Regions from separate parts of the Mus musculus genome. Here region 2 is linked to region 1. Evidence: chromatin contacts called from public HiChIP or PLAC-seq data. All regions are on one chromosome and are shown on one strand. Each heading gives the region's core, a stretch centred on a gene start, on an enhancer-like site or on the middle of the called end of the contact. The rest is flanking DNA. Distances are from core to core; before and after follow the strand shown. Region 1 overlaps Ankrd17 (ankyrin repeat domain 17). Region 2 has its middle 17 kb from the start of Gm9958.

Region 1 (7,275 bases), core at 1,591-4,090:
CTTTCTTTCTTTTTTTGCACTGTAAATCATTGTTAAAATTCCAGTTTGTATTAATGGAGTATAAAAGCAAGATGATATCAATTGGAAATTGTGCACTTTGTGGGATAGAAGCAGTCTTCAGAACTTTACAGTTCTTATGTTATCTTCAAATCTTAGTCCCTTTAAGTTATTAATGAGAGAAATAAAACAGAGTGGGCCTCCTCCTCCTTTTAACTAACTTCAATTCCCTAAAAAATTTGACAACTCTCCTTACTCAGCTTTAAAATTTTTTTGATTTTTCAAAATAAATAGTTCTAGGTGTTTTTTTAAAATAGCTTTTACTTTAATTACTTTAAATTAAATTAAATAGTCATTGACAAGATCCTGCGGAATCCTCTACTTATCAACCTAACATGGAACAGAGCACTTGGGGGAAATGATGCTTAAAATTAATATTAAATATATGTTTTATGATGAGGGAAATATGTTTTGTTGATCACCTATTTTTTCATGCTTGTCTTTTTCATATTTTATATATTTTATATTTTCTATATATTTTTCTGCATTTAAGTGGGACATTGCTATTATAAATTACTCTCCAGAAGAATTTTTACACCTCATAACCTAAACCTATCTGTAGATTGCATATAAATACAGAGACTGTGGGTAGGGTAGGACAGGTATTTTTAACAGTCTCAGAATACTTGTAGATTTTCTTTGTGATACGGTTTGATATATAGAGTGTCCTTCTTTAAAAGCCCATCTTTAGTAGACAGTTTAATGTGGCCATCAAAATCTGAGTTTCTGTTTCCTTTTTTCTGAAATAAGACACAGTTTCTTTTCTTTCCATTTTTTTTTTAATGTAAAACATGAAATGAAGAGCATATACTGAAACAGAACTGTGACTCATTGACGTTTCATGTCCTTCTCCATTGTTGTAGTTGGTGCGTCTCTCCCTTGTGGCCACCCCTGATCTCTGCAGTCAGTGGCTGTGTCTCTGCCAGCTCTTCTGCAGAGCATCTATTGTGGCTCCCTCTCCATCACTGACTAATAGGATTTTTCTCATTTCTTGACTCTTGATCAGTTACACTTTTTGTCTTGTTTTTAGTTTTTTTGTAATGGAATTTGGCACTTATAGTTACTAGGAGGCTTTTATTATGTAAATATTAGTGTAGAAGAACATAAATATTTTATATAAATCTGTATTAGTAAGTCTTTGGTTATGTGACTTTTTTACAGCTATTGTCATTCATTGAACATTCCATTGATGTTTCCTGAACAAAAAAGAGAAAACAGCATAAGTTCCTTAGCTTTTTAAGAGTTCCATGGGCACCAAGTCTTTAATCCCTATGCATGCACAGATCTCTGAATTCAATGCTAGTCTGGACTATATATAGTGAGAGCCTCTCAAAAACAAGCATAACAAAGACAATTTTTTAAATCATCTGTGGATAGATAAACACTATGGTAATAGAATATAAACATCTTTTAAGATGAAATGGAGCTAGCCTGATACAGTTGCATATGACAGTGATTCTACTCTTACTGAGTTCAGGTGGGATTGTGAGTTCCCAGGCCAGCTTTAGCTACATAGCAAGACAAATGTCAGAACAAAGAAACCACAAAGGAAAGTAGAGACACATAATTTAGAACATTTTTAATTACTGTGTTAAAAAACAAGAAGAGCCATGCATGATGACACATAGCTTTAATCTCAGTACTCAGGAAGCAAGTCGTGTCTGTCTTCAGAGTGAGGCCAGTCCCCCAAAGAAAACCCACCATAATACATTGGGAGGCAGAGGCAGGCAGATCTCTGTAAGTTCAAGACCAGCCCTGTTTACATATAGAGTTCCAAGAGAGGACTACATAGACCCTGTCTCAAAGCATGACTTAAAGGATTGCAAAGCACATGGTCAGTTTATCACCTGAGAATGGTTTTCGTATTGAAAGACCCCATTACAGAGGCTCCTCTTACCCAGTTTGTGAGCTTGTCAGACTTCTCAATTTTATACATGGATTTCTTTTGGAAATACTTTTATTTATATTTAAATCCAACTACATAGTGGAAAAAGTACATTCACATCTTCATTTTTTTCAGACTACCTAAAACATTTTGCAATGTTTTAGTCAGACTGGTTAAGTTAAAAAATGCTTTGCAAACCGAACCAGGCAGTTTTCTGAGTTTGAGGCCAACCTGAGTCACAAAGAATATTCCAGGCCCCCAAGAGCTATAGTAAGACCCTATCTCAAAAGCCAGGTACAGTGGCATTCAGCTGTATTCACAGCATTCATAAGTGAGTAAGATCCTGTCTCAAAAAGAAAAAAAAAGGGTTGTGAATCTGTTAGTATTCACACATTACTCCAGAAGTTAATAGCATGATTAGCCTTCAGTTTTCAAAATACAGTGTGTTTCACGTGTTTTATCTCTTAAAGAATTTAGGGCCTTTATTTACAATTAGGTTACTTGAAAACAATTGTTTTGGGTTTTTTTCTTTTTCAAAGCAGAGTTTCTTTGTGGAACTGGCTCTGCCTCTGCCTCCCAAGCACTGGGATTAAAGGCATGTGAAACTATGCCTGCTACATTCTTTAAATTTTAAGGCTTTTAGCTTGGGGTGGTTTGTGGCAGGGAAGGGGATGTCAAAACAACCAACTTGGTCTCTGTATGGAGGAGTCTTCATCTTGTATGCTGTAAATTTTTCTGCTCTAACTAGTAGTCCTCTATTCCTAACCTTTTGTTCCCATTCTCAATGTTATACCTGATCTTTTCTGCTGGTTTTTCGTTCTCGATGATTATTTCCTCATGTACACAGGCTAGTGAAAATCGCCTGAAGCCATCAGAAGAATTCTCTGCTGATCTTCAGAGCACTCTCTCTGTAGTCCTTTCCTCTTTAGACTCTATTTTCAGCTAGGCTCTGGCTACCTGCCATTCCTACATTTGCATTTCTCCGCATTTTTTCCTTTGGAACCACCTATCTACCCATATCTCAACTAGTGTGTATGTGAAGGTTTGTGCATGTATGCACGTCTATATATGTGTGTGTATATTTTATATATGTATAACATATGTATATATATATAGCATATAAATTATAGACCAGGTATGGTGACACCGCTCTATAAATTCTAATAGTAAAGAGGCAGAGGATAAAGGAAGGAATGATAAAAGTTCAAAACCAACCTAGTACAGTGATGTTCCATCTCAAAAATTTAAACAATGTTATTTAAAAATAGTGAATATAATGTTTTAGTAGCCTTTGTACTATGTAAGTCACTGAAGCTAGCATATGGAAGAGGCTTCTAATTTCAGCACTCCAGTGGTGATGATCGCAATGAAAAAGAGTTCAAGGTCATCCTGAACTAAGGCAAATCTGAGCTATGAAGTTTCAGAATCACCACCCTAAAAGAAAAACAAACCATAGTTTGGCTAGTCATTGATAGAAGAGTTGTTAGTAAACCACATAGCATCCTAGTACTTGAGGAGGCCTGAGGCAGGATATTGTACATTCCAACCTAGCATGGACCACAGATTTTGATGTCCTCACATAATAGAGTGGTACATATGTATCTTTGTGCTTCTCATTAACACTGGAAAGTATTCAGATAAACTAAACTGATCTCTTTTTTTTTTTTTTAACAGACTGAGAGTAATCATGATACTGCACTAACACTTGCCTGTGCTGGTGGCCATGAGGAACTGGTACAAACACTACTAGAGAGAGGAGCTAGTATTGAACATCGAGACAAGAAAGGTAGCCCTTATTTTTGTCAGTTTTTCTTTATGGAATGTTTATAGAAACTATGTATTTATCAACAGCTTATAGCCAAGTATTGGTGCTTAGGTGTATTGGAAAAGAGTTGTTACTGGTTCTTTGCTTAACATATAGTAAGATGATCTTTTTCTTTCCCCAGGTTTTACTCCACTCATCTTGGCTGCTACAGCTGGTCATGTTGGTGTTGTAGAGATATTGCTGGACAATGGTGCAGACATTGAAGCCCAGTCAGAAAGAACCAAGGACACACCACTGTCCTTGGCTTGTTCTGGGGGCAGGCAGGAGGTAACTTTTCTCTTTAGCAAATATGAACTCATATATTTGTTTTCCATATAGGAAAATATTTGCCTGATTTATTGAAATTACTGTATAGGAATACGGTTAATACAATGTTCCGAGAAAAGTCATATATTGTATAGGGGAAACAGGTTAAATACACCAGTTATACTATCTTTTTGGAGTCACAACTTTCCAGTTTTAGATTTAGAAATTGCCCTGTCATCCATGTAGTTTCCTGTTCAGTGTAAAAGGCTTGTTGAGCCCGCCTGAGGACTCCAGATCTCCAGGCAGGAGGGGAGAGAGGCTTTCTGAAGTTTTCCTTTGACCTCCCCCGTTCTCGCTGCTGCACATGCTCACACACAACACAAATTCTATCCAATGTTAAATCTAGACGGTGTTACAATTTCTATCCATTGAAAAATCAGGAGCGTGTGATGGCTTGTATCTTTAATATTAGTACTCTGTAAGTAGAGGAAGGCAAATCTCAGGCTTGTAGATCAACTTGGTCTTTGTAGAGAGCTGTAGTCCACCCATGGAGACAGTGCACATAACAAAACCAACAAAACCAAAAACCAAAAACTTTTGTCTTAGTGTACTAATGCTGTGAAGAGACTACAGCTATTATAAAAGAAGACATTTCAGTTGTGGACTACCTTAACAGTTTCAGAGGTTTCGTCCATTATGGTCATGGCAGCATTCGAAGCTGTAGGAGCTCATTTCTGAGAGACTCTGGGTTTGGTGTGGGCTTTGGAAACTTGAAAGCCTACCCTGAGTGACATACTTCATCCAGCAAAGGCCACACCACCTGACCCCTCTCAAGAAGCACTGCTCCCTTATGACCAGGCATTCAGTGTAGGAGCCTATGGGGGCTATTGCTATTCACACCTCCACAGTAGCTTCCTGTCAATTCCTAATCATGATTTAGCTTGAAATATCCATTCCAGATAGAAGTTCAGTGGCAGAAAATTTTGCAGTTAAGTCTTCTATAAGTCCTAATCATGAGTTAGCTTTAAATACTACTTTCACAAATTAACAGATATTTTATTTTTAAACCAGAGAAATGTAAATTAATTTCCTTGATTTTAAAACAATAGGACATACTTTTTTGGGTTATTTACAACAAAAAAAAACAGGTGGGCTAGAGGTAAACTTATTAATAAATATGATTGATTAGCATGTTTAAGGCATTGGGTTTCAACTTAATATACATCAAAGCATAACCAAGATATAAGTTACTTCTGATGGAAAACTCTTGCCTATAAACACATTGCTCTTATTTGGTATCATTACAACAGGTATTTTGAAATAATTAGTATGATCTGGAAAAATCAATATAAAATTACAAGAACATTGCCTTTACATAATGAGATTTAGAATTTGCACACATTTGTCCTGTGATAGGTACTGTAGAACACTCAAAATATTTAAAACAGATATGCTTTGTGCCTGTTATTGGCATATGCTTGTAATCCCTGGACTTGGGAGGAAAAGTAGAAGAATTAATGTAAGCTTAGCCTATATAGTCCTAGGTCATGGCTATACAATAAAACACTCCATTAAAGTAATGCAGAGTAGGCTTATGGCTAGGCCAGCATACAAAGCGACTTGCCGCAGCCTGACTTATGATTTCCCACACACATGCTGATTAACAAATTTTTTTTTTTTTTTTTGGGTTTTTTTTTGGTTTTTCGAGACAGGGTTTCTCTGTATAGCCCTGGCTGTCCTGGAGCTCACTTTGTAGACCAGGCTGGCCTCGAACTCAGAAATCCGCCTGCCTCTGCCTCCCGAGTGCTGGGATTAAAGGCGTGCGCCACCACGCCCGGCTAACAAATTTTATAAGAAAAAGAAAGAAACAAAACAAAACAGAAAAATAGCTCATTGTGTCAAAGTGCACAAGAGACTCTCTGCCTCAGTGAGATGGAAACTGAGAACCAACTAATGAAAGTTGCTTCTGCTCTCTGCCACCTTCCTTATGAGGCTGCATATGTGCAACCATACAAAAAAAAAAAAAAAATGAAAGCCACTTACTCTTGCTGGCTTTAATGAAAGTAATCTATATCTTTATCTAAATAAATGGGCTTTAACAGACACGTCTCTGAATGGCCAAAAAGCTCTTGATACTCAACATTTGGCTCTCAGAGAAAAGTGCACTTGAGTCCCAGCAGTAGTGTCAGCCTTAGCTCCTGCATTGTTGATGGAGTTATTTCTAACTGCTCTTGGAATAATTCCAGCTGCATCTTAGAGAATTATACATCCAAGACAACTATTAGTAGTTAAGATTTAGTGCTGTGCCCACAGGCACAGACTAATATATTAAGGTTATTTAGGTTGCCAATATATGGAAAACAATTTTCAACTCTTCTGTTTGCTTAACAACAACGACAACAAAAACCACCATACAGATTGCCATTAGTCCCAGTGCTCAGGCCTGAGAGGCAGTCACATCTTATCCATTATCAGCCTGGCCTGCATGGTAATCACCATGTCCAAAAAAGAGGAGTGCTTGAAGTGATTCATGTGTGTAGATAAAATGGATCTTGGATAATTATTTTTGTAAATATAGAAATAACAAAAGTACTCATTTCTGAATATTCTCCCAAACTTTTGGGGTTTGAATCTTCTGTGAGCTCTTTATAAGGCTGTTGTCATCTGAGGCTGTAAGAATGAAAGAACTTATTTCCTTATATAACAGAAACCGGAAAGATACATCTAAAATTATCATTATCTTTAGAAAACATAGTCTACCTTTTTTTCCCTCCTTTAGGTGGTGGAGTTGTTGTTAGCTCGCGGTGCAAATAAAGAACACAGGAATGTTTCTGATTATACACCTCTAAGCCTGGCTGCTTCTGGTGGCTATGTGAACATCATCAAAATACTGCTAAATGCAGGAGCTGAGATCAATTCAAGGCAAGCTTTACTTGTCTATAGAAATTTCATTAAGAATATTGTGCTATAAATCTTTGGAGAATGCTGTTTTAGTGGTTTAAACAGTTTTTTTATAATTTGAAATAAAAATTTAAGATAGGTTTTATTCAAATATTTTAAAATGTTGACATAACTGAAAAATACAAACTGCTGTTTCTTAGGGTACTAAAGGCATTATTCTGAAACAGGTAAATATTTGGTTCATCATCATAGGATGGAGAATTTATTCCCTAGCTAGTTATTATATGCCATCTACTAAGAGTTCTCTGAGGAAGTTTTAATAGTATCTCAAAAGATGCAAGGGCTCATAAAGGTAGTTAAA
Region 2 (7,275 bases), core at 3,201-5,700, 110 kb before region 1:
CACCTTGTGTTGGACACACAGAGAGCATGAGGGAGATAGCAGAAACAGGAAACTCCCAATGTTGTGTTCTCCAGCGATCTACATCCTAAAGTGTGGGGAGGAGGGCATGTCTCATACAACCCATATCAGGTGGTAAGAATTATGAGAAGTCAGCATCCTGTGAACCCACGGTTGGATCCTGTCTATGCCTTGTCTATGCAGAATACCATCTGTGCTTTGGTATTCTGTCAACAAGAGTGCCATCAAAATACAAACCCTAAGGCTTCCACTTGCAAACTCATGAGCCAAAATAGACCTGCTTCCTTCACAGTCCCCCCAATTCCATGTGGGTTACTGGCATCAGAGGGTGTAATTGCATCTCCATTATGTCATCCCCTTTCTACTGTTCTAACTTTTGATTGAAGGTTGATACTGAAAGCAATGTTTAGACATTCTGCAAACTCTTACGCAGCTAATATTGAACTGATGTTTTCTACATCACCATTTCTCATTGTTTCCAGTTTCTCAAGACCACAGAATCTTCTCCTGTAGAATTTTCCTACTTGATTCTCAACAATCTGCAGTGTTCTCCTAGTTGGCTTGTACTTCAGTCATCCACATGTTATCTGTTGAATGAAAAGATGGCACAAGTTCCAGAATCAAACAAACCAGCTTAAAATAGGCATCCTACCATTGACCATGAGGTTCCTTAACTCTCTATTTGCCCTTGTTTCCTTATCTGTCAAAAGGAGGAAATCTAGTGTCATATGTGTGTTGTAAAGGCTCAAAGAGGCAGCTCAGTGGCAAGAGGGAAGATTAGAGGCCACATCTGTGAAATTGGAAGGATATGGCAAACTCACAAAAACAAATGTTGTATGTTGCCTCCTACATGCAGACACTAGAATAAACATACACGAATACTGTGTGTGTGTGTGTGTGTGTGTGTGTGTGTGTGTGTGTGTGTGTAACATGAAAGTTAGAAAGAAGAAAGGAATAGAAGAGAGACAGAGAACAGAACAGGATGGTGAGGGTAACTTGTCAAAGTATCTATTGTAGTTGAATGAAAACGTCATTAGGAAATCCATTTCTTCATACAAATGATATAAGCTAATGATATTTTAAGTACCATGAAAGCAAGATGAGCAAGATAACTCAAGTCTGTGATCCCAGCAATCTGAAAGGCTGAGGCCAGGCAATTGATATGAATTTTGGGCTATGCTGGGCTTCATAGTAAGAACTTTTCTCAAAAAACAAAGCAAGCAAACAAACAAACAAAAATCAGACAAACAAAAAGATCGCCAACATCAAACAAAGTACCACCTAAAAGTGGAAGGAAGTGGTTGGAGAGATGGCTCAGTGATTAAGAGCACTGACTGCTCTTCCAGAGGTCCTGAGTTCAATTTGAAGCAACCACATGGTGGCTCACAAGCACTTCTTTCTTTCTTTCTTTCTTTCTTTCTTTCTTTCTTTCTTTCTTTCTTTCTTTCTTTCTCTCTCTCTCTCTCTCTCTCTCTCTCTCTCTCTCTCTCTCTCTCTCTCTCTCCCTCCCTCCCTCCCTCCCTCCCTCCCTCCTTTCTTTCTCTCTCTCTCCCTCCCTCCCTCCCTCCCTCCCTCCCTCCCTCCCTCCCTCCCTCCTTTCTTTCTGAAACCAAATGCACACAGACAGTAAGAATGAACTCAGCAGGTTGTATTTATACATAATTAAACATTCACATATACACATCTATTCATGTGGATACGTAATAATAAAGAAAATGAAGCTATCACTGAGAGTTGTGGGGATCCTGGGAGGGGTTTGAGGGAGGAAAGGGAGCGAGGGAGGGATTATGATAATATTACATTAAAACATATTGAAGATTACCATCTTAAAATATATTTATTAATATAAAATAATATAAAGTCGGGCAGTGGTGGCTTTCGCCTTTAATCCCAGCACTTGGGAGGCAGAGGCAGGCAGATTTCTGAGTTCGAGTCCAGCCTGGTCTACAGAGTGAAATCCAGGGCAGCCAGGGCTACACAGACAAACCCAGTCTCAAAAAACCAAAACCAAAACCAAACCAAACCAAACCCTTTCGGTTTTTTTGTTTGTTTGTTTCTGTTTTTTGAGACATGGTTTCTCTACATAGCCCTGGCTGTCCTAGAACTCACTTTGTAGACCAGGCTGGCCTCAAACTCAGAAATCTGCCTGCCTCTGTCTCCTGAGTGCTGGGAATAAGGGCGCCACCATGCCCAGCCTTTCTTTCTTTTTTTATTAGATATTTTCTTTATTTACATTTCAAATGTTATTCCTTTTCCTAGTTTCCCCTCTGAAAATCCCCTATCCTCTCCCCTCTCCCACTGCTCCCCAATCCACCCACTCCTGCTTCCTGTCCCTGGGGCATAGAACCTTCCCAAAGCCAAGGGCCTCTCCTCCCATTGATGGCCTACTAGGCCATCCTCTGCTACATATGCAACTAGAGACACAAGTTCTGGAGGGTAATGGTTAGTTCATATTGTTGTTCCTCCTATAGAGTTACAGACACCGTTAGCTCCTTGAGTACTTTCTCTAGCTCCTCCATTGAGGACCCTGTGCTCTGTCCAATGGATGACGGTAAGCACACACTTCTGTATTTGCCAGGCACTGGCAGAGCCTCTCAGGAAACAGGTATATCAGGCTCCTGTCAAAAAAAATCTTGTTGGCATCTGCAATAGTGTCTGGGTTTGGTGGTTGTTTATGGGATGGATCCCAAGGTGGGGCAGTCTCTGGATGGTCATTCCTTTAGTCTCTGCTCCACACTTTGTCTCTGTAACACCTTCCATGGGTATCCTGTTTCCCCTTCTAAGAAGGATCGAAGTATCCACACTTTGGTTTTCCTTCTTGAGTTTTATATGTTTTGTAAATTGTATCTTGGGTATTCTGAGCTTCTGGGCTAATATCCACTTATCAGTGAGTGCATATCATGTGTGTTCTTTTGTGGTTTGGTTACCTTACTCAAGATAATATCCTCCAGACCCATCCATTTGTCTAATAATTTCATGAATTCATTGTTTTTAATAGCTGTGTAGTACTCCATTGTGTAAATGTACCACATTTTCTGTATCCATTTCTCTGTTGAGGGACATTTGGGTTCCTTCCAGCCTCTGGCTATTATAAATAAGGCTGCTATGAACATAGTGGAGCATGTGTCCCTATTACAAGTTGGAACATCTTCTGGGTATATGCCCAGGAGTGGTACTGCTGGATCTTCTGGTAGTACTATGTGCAGTTTTCTGAGGAACAGCCAAACTGATTTCCAGAGTGGTTGTACCAGCTCGCAATCCCACCAGCAATGGAGGAATGTTCCTCTTTCTCCACATCCTTGCCAGCATCTGCTGTCACCTGAGTTTTTGATCTTAGCCATTCTGACTGGTGTGAGGTGGAATCTCAAGGGTTGTCTTGATTTGCATTTCCCTGATGATTAAGGAGGTTGAACATTTTTTTTAGGTGCTTCTCAGCCATTCCTCAGTTAAGAATTCTTTGTTTACCTCTGTACCCCATTTTAATAGGGTTATTTGGTTTTCTGGAGGGGTTTATTTTATTGTATTTGGGTTTGTTGTTGTTGTTTGTTTGTTTGTTTGTAGAGACAGGATCTTACTGTGTATCTCTGGCTGTTCTGGAGCTCACTTACATAGACACTCCAACCACTCACTCTAGGCCCTGTTCTATTTTTGGGAAAGGGGATTGGATCTTCTATTCTGATCTTTTGCTTGGTATGTTGCCTTATGTGTCAGAATCATTCTGTTTTTGTCACTATGGCTCTGTAGAATACTTTGAGATTGGGTATTGCGATCCAGTGTTTTTTTTTCTGCTTAGGATTGTGTTAGCTATTTAGAGTTTCTGTGTTTCCATGTGAGTTTTGAAATTTGTTTCTAACTCTGTGAAAAAAAAATAAATGGCATTAGGACTTTAATGGGATTTCACTGAATCTGTAGTTAGCTTTTAGCTTATTTCATTATATTAATTCTGCCTATCCATGAACAAAGGAGAGCTTCTTACCTTCTAGTGTCTTCATTAATTTTTCTTTCAACATCTTAAAGTTTTCTGTGTAAAGAACTTTCACCTCCTTGGTTAAGTTTATTTCTAGGTATTTTTTTTATAACTAATGTGAGAGAGATTTTCTTCCTTCATTTTCTTAGAAAGAAAATGGTCACAGTTATAGAGTTGATAAGTCATATGTCTTAGTCATCAATCTTACAGGGAAATTAGCTGTATAGTAAAAGTTTTATGTACCCTTTTTTCAAATCAGAAAATATAGACACAATTCCCATTGGTTTTCTTTATGCATAGTACACCACTATCTTTGATACAAGCCAGATCCTGGAGGAGATCCAAAATGACTCAAAGCAGGTATGGACATCCCTGGATACAAAGTTTCTACCGTTTGTATAGCTGCCACCACCTGGCACCACACAAGTCTCCAATGTTGATACACAGTGAGTAAGCAAGCCTTCTACTAGAAGATCAGCTGATTTCAGTATCTAGCCACAAGTCCTTAAAATGTTTTTCCTGTACCTTTCACCAGTACTTGCCTTGTTTGACAAAGTATTTCCCACTCACCACTTCTTATCATTTTCTTGCATTTCCTTTTTGCAGATCAATAGACATGTCCTCTGTCTTCCAGACTTAAGTAAGGAGCTAAGAATGGCAGCCAAGTCTTACAGAGATATCTCCAGTAGGGGGCCACCTTCCCAGGGCCACAGTGGGTAGAGAGTAAAACTACATGCAACAGTCTCCGGATCACCTTTAGAAACATGTCTGAGCTTGTCCTCTGTTCTCTTACTTTAACTGTAAGCACTCTCTCCCTTGAAGACACAACCTTCCCTCAGCCCCTTTTAAGGGCAGAACTGTGGACAGGTAAGAAAGAAGGTTTTCTCTGATGACTTTCATTTTCTTAGCAAAGCTTGAGAGGTGAGCATTTTTATAAAGTGACTGGCTAGTTGAAGCATCCATAATTTGAGCAGTATTATAGTCTATCTCTAACCAATCAGTAAGCCTTATTAACTCACTTCTACATTTTACTTGAATTCCACCACTGCTACTGACCTCCCTGCTTAGGTAATGGTCTAAGACAGCATAGTATCTTTCTTGGATCTACCAAGTTAGCCTCCAGCTAGTAGACATGTGTCCTTTGGGCTACTTCCACAGAGGCAACTAACATCTTCAAAGCACAGATCATAGCATGCTCTGAAATACATCTCCTTCCCAGTGTACCTTTCTTTGAATAAAGATAGAAATCCTTACAATACCACTCTATGACTGTCCTTTTAATTCATTTTATGGTGTGTGTGTGTGTGTGTGTGTGTGTGTGTGTGTGTGTGTGTATGTTCTGCATGCATACTTGTGCCCCTGGAAGTCAGAAGGATAGCAGATCCCTTGGAGTGGTAGTTATAGGGGGTTGTAAGCCACATGACATTAGCCCTGGGATCTGAACTGTGATCTTCTGGCAGAGCAGTAAACACTCCAACTGGTGAGCCATTCTTCTAGGCCCTCTGATTAGCCTTTGCTTGCTTCTTAGACCCACCTGGCAACATGATCTCCATAGTTCTCTGAAGTAGTGAGAATAACAACCTCTTTTCATTCTTTGGCACTGGCATGATTTAAGCTTTAGGCACATCAGGGCCCAGGCCTGATTTTGTTCACTGTTGTATCAAGTTCTAGTCCCATAATTAGTACATACATGGTAGGTTCTCAATAAGTGTCTCTTGAATACCTGAAAAATTTAGCTCACTACTCTTGAAGATGAAGAAGATGATTCAGACTCTGTGATTCCACTCACAGCAGCTACCCAGTGCTCAGGACTGTTCCTTAATCTATACAATAATGAGTTGCTTGATTTGTAAAACAGAAACTCTTCACTTTGAGGATAGATATAGATATAGATATAGATATCCTAGATTTATTGTAATAGCTCTAGCTCTTCACTAGGAATCCAGTGCCTTTGCAACCTACTCTGAATACTGAAGAGAAGCAAAAAACAAACAACAACAACAACAACAAAAAAACCCCAAGAATCAATCAAACAAACAAAAACAGTGAGCAGTGATCTGGACTTTGCCATTGCATCTATGAGAATGGTATTAATAAAGTAAAACTATATGAATAACTACTGATGAGAATCTTCATGTACGGCCCACTGATTTTGAGAGAGTCAGTGTGGCTCCTGACCAGAGGTGGGTGCTGCCTCCTTGCAGAATCGTAAAAATAAAGTGCTTTGGAGTGAGAGTGACCATTGGTACATTTTTTGAGCAAGCCAAGAATCAAAAACAGGAAACCAAATACTGCCAAGTCTAGTGAAAAGGACAAGAGCACAGCTATAGATCTGGAGTGGAGCCAGAGGCAGACTCCAGATGTCTGCAGGCTCAGTGAGTGCGAACATGGAAGGAGGAGGCCCATGAATAGTAATCCTTACGAGAAGACCATAGCAGTCAAGTGCCTGGGTGACGTGCCAGGTCTTGCTAACTTACAGCACACAATTGGAACACAAACTCCCCTTTCTGATTTCCTTTCTCATATATATTTTCTGGATATGAGAAAAATTATATTTGCATTTTTGTTTTCCCATTATATACCCCCAGTTCCTTTAGACCACTCCAACTCCTCTTATATTAATATATATTCCTGTCTAGACTCTGGATATTAGGAGAAAAGTGGGATTTGCCTTTCTGGGTTTGGCTTGTTTTGCCTAGCACAGTTATCTCTAGTTCTAGACATTTTCCTAGAAATGACATCATTCTATCTTTGCTTAGAGCTGAATAAACTTCCACTGTGTATCCATCCATCTCTTGAAAGACATCTAGGCTCATTTCTTACCTTAGCTATTGTGACTAGAGTAAAAATAAATATGTAAGAGTGTAAAAGGAGAGAGAGAGAGAGAGAGAGAAGAGAAGAGAAGAGAAGAGAAGAGAAGAGAAGAGAAGAGAAGAGAAGAGAAGAGAAGAGAAGAGAAGAGAGACGGAGGGGGGAAATGAGATGAGAGAGAGAATGTGTGTGTGTGTGTGTGTGTGTGAGAGAGAGAGAGAGAGAGAGAGAGAGAGAGAGAGAGAGAGAGAATGAGAAAGAGAGAAAGAGAGAGAGAAATTGAGAGAGATTGAGAGACTCTTTCCAAAGAGAATGTAAGAATGTCCAGGGGAAACCCTGGAAAATCTAATCGTGTTCTCTAACCGGTTCCCTAGAATCAGACCTACATAGTCACTACTGACTTCTGTGTAATATGGACAGCTTCAGGCTGTCTGGCCCCTCACTTGTAGAGCATTAAGTGCTCTAGATTGATTATGGTC

Evidence for each region. HiChIP or PLAC-seq counts read pairs in DNA pulled down with a chosen protein or histone mark.
Region 2: a contact with region 1 is called in an H3K27ac HiChIP or PLAC-seq map of trophoblast stem cells, with 11 read pairs. The contact joins two enhancer-like sites. A contact is called at or near these places in 1 of 115 datasets of contacts at active chromatin or transcription factors (trophoblast stem cells) and 2 of 9 other capture datasets (adipose tissue and liver).

The regions. Positions count from the first base shown.
Region 1 is chr5:90,265,091-90,272,365 of GRCm38.p6, reverse strand. It overlaps Ankrd17 (ankyrin repeat domain 17), which reads left to right. Exons shown (of 34, transcript NM_030886.2): 17 at 3,617-3,728; 18 at 3,889-4,034; 19 at 6,793-6,935. Among named protein-coding and RNA genes, the nearest start is that of Cox18, 45 kb to the right of the region's middle. Within about 2 kb of position 2,840, at least 3 of the 459 cell types and tissues checked have an H3K27ac peak or open chromatin away from gene starts, as enhancers often do. A contact at or near this core is called in trophoblast stem cells, where this site is marked.
Region 2 is chr5:90,380,721-90,387,995 of GRCm38.p6, reverse strand. No RefSeq gene overlaps it. Among named protein-coding and RNA genes, the nearest start is that of Gm9958, 17 kb to the right of the region's middle. Within about 2 kb of position 4,450, at least 33 of the 459 cell types and tissues checked have an H3K27ac peak or open chromatin away from gene starts, as enhancers often do. A contact at or near this core is called in trophoblast stem cells, where this site is marked.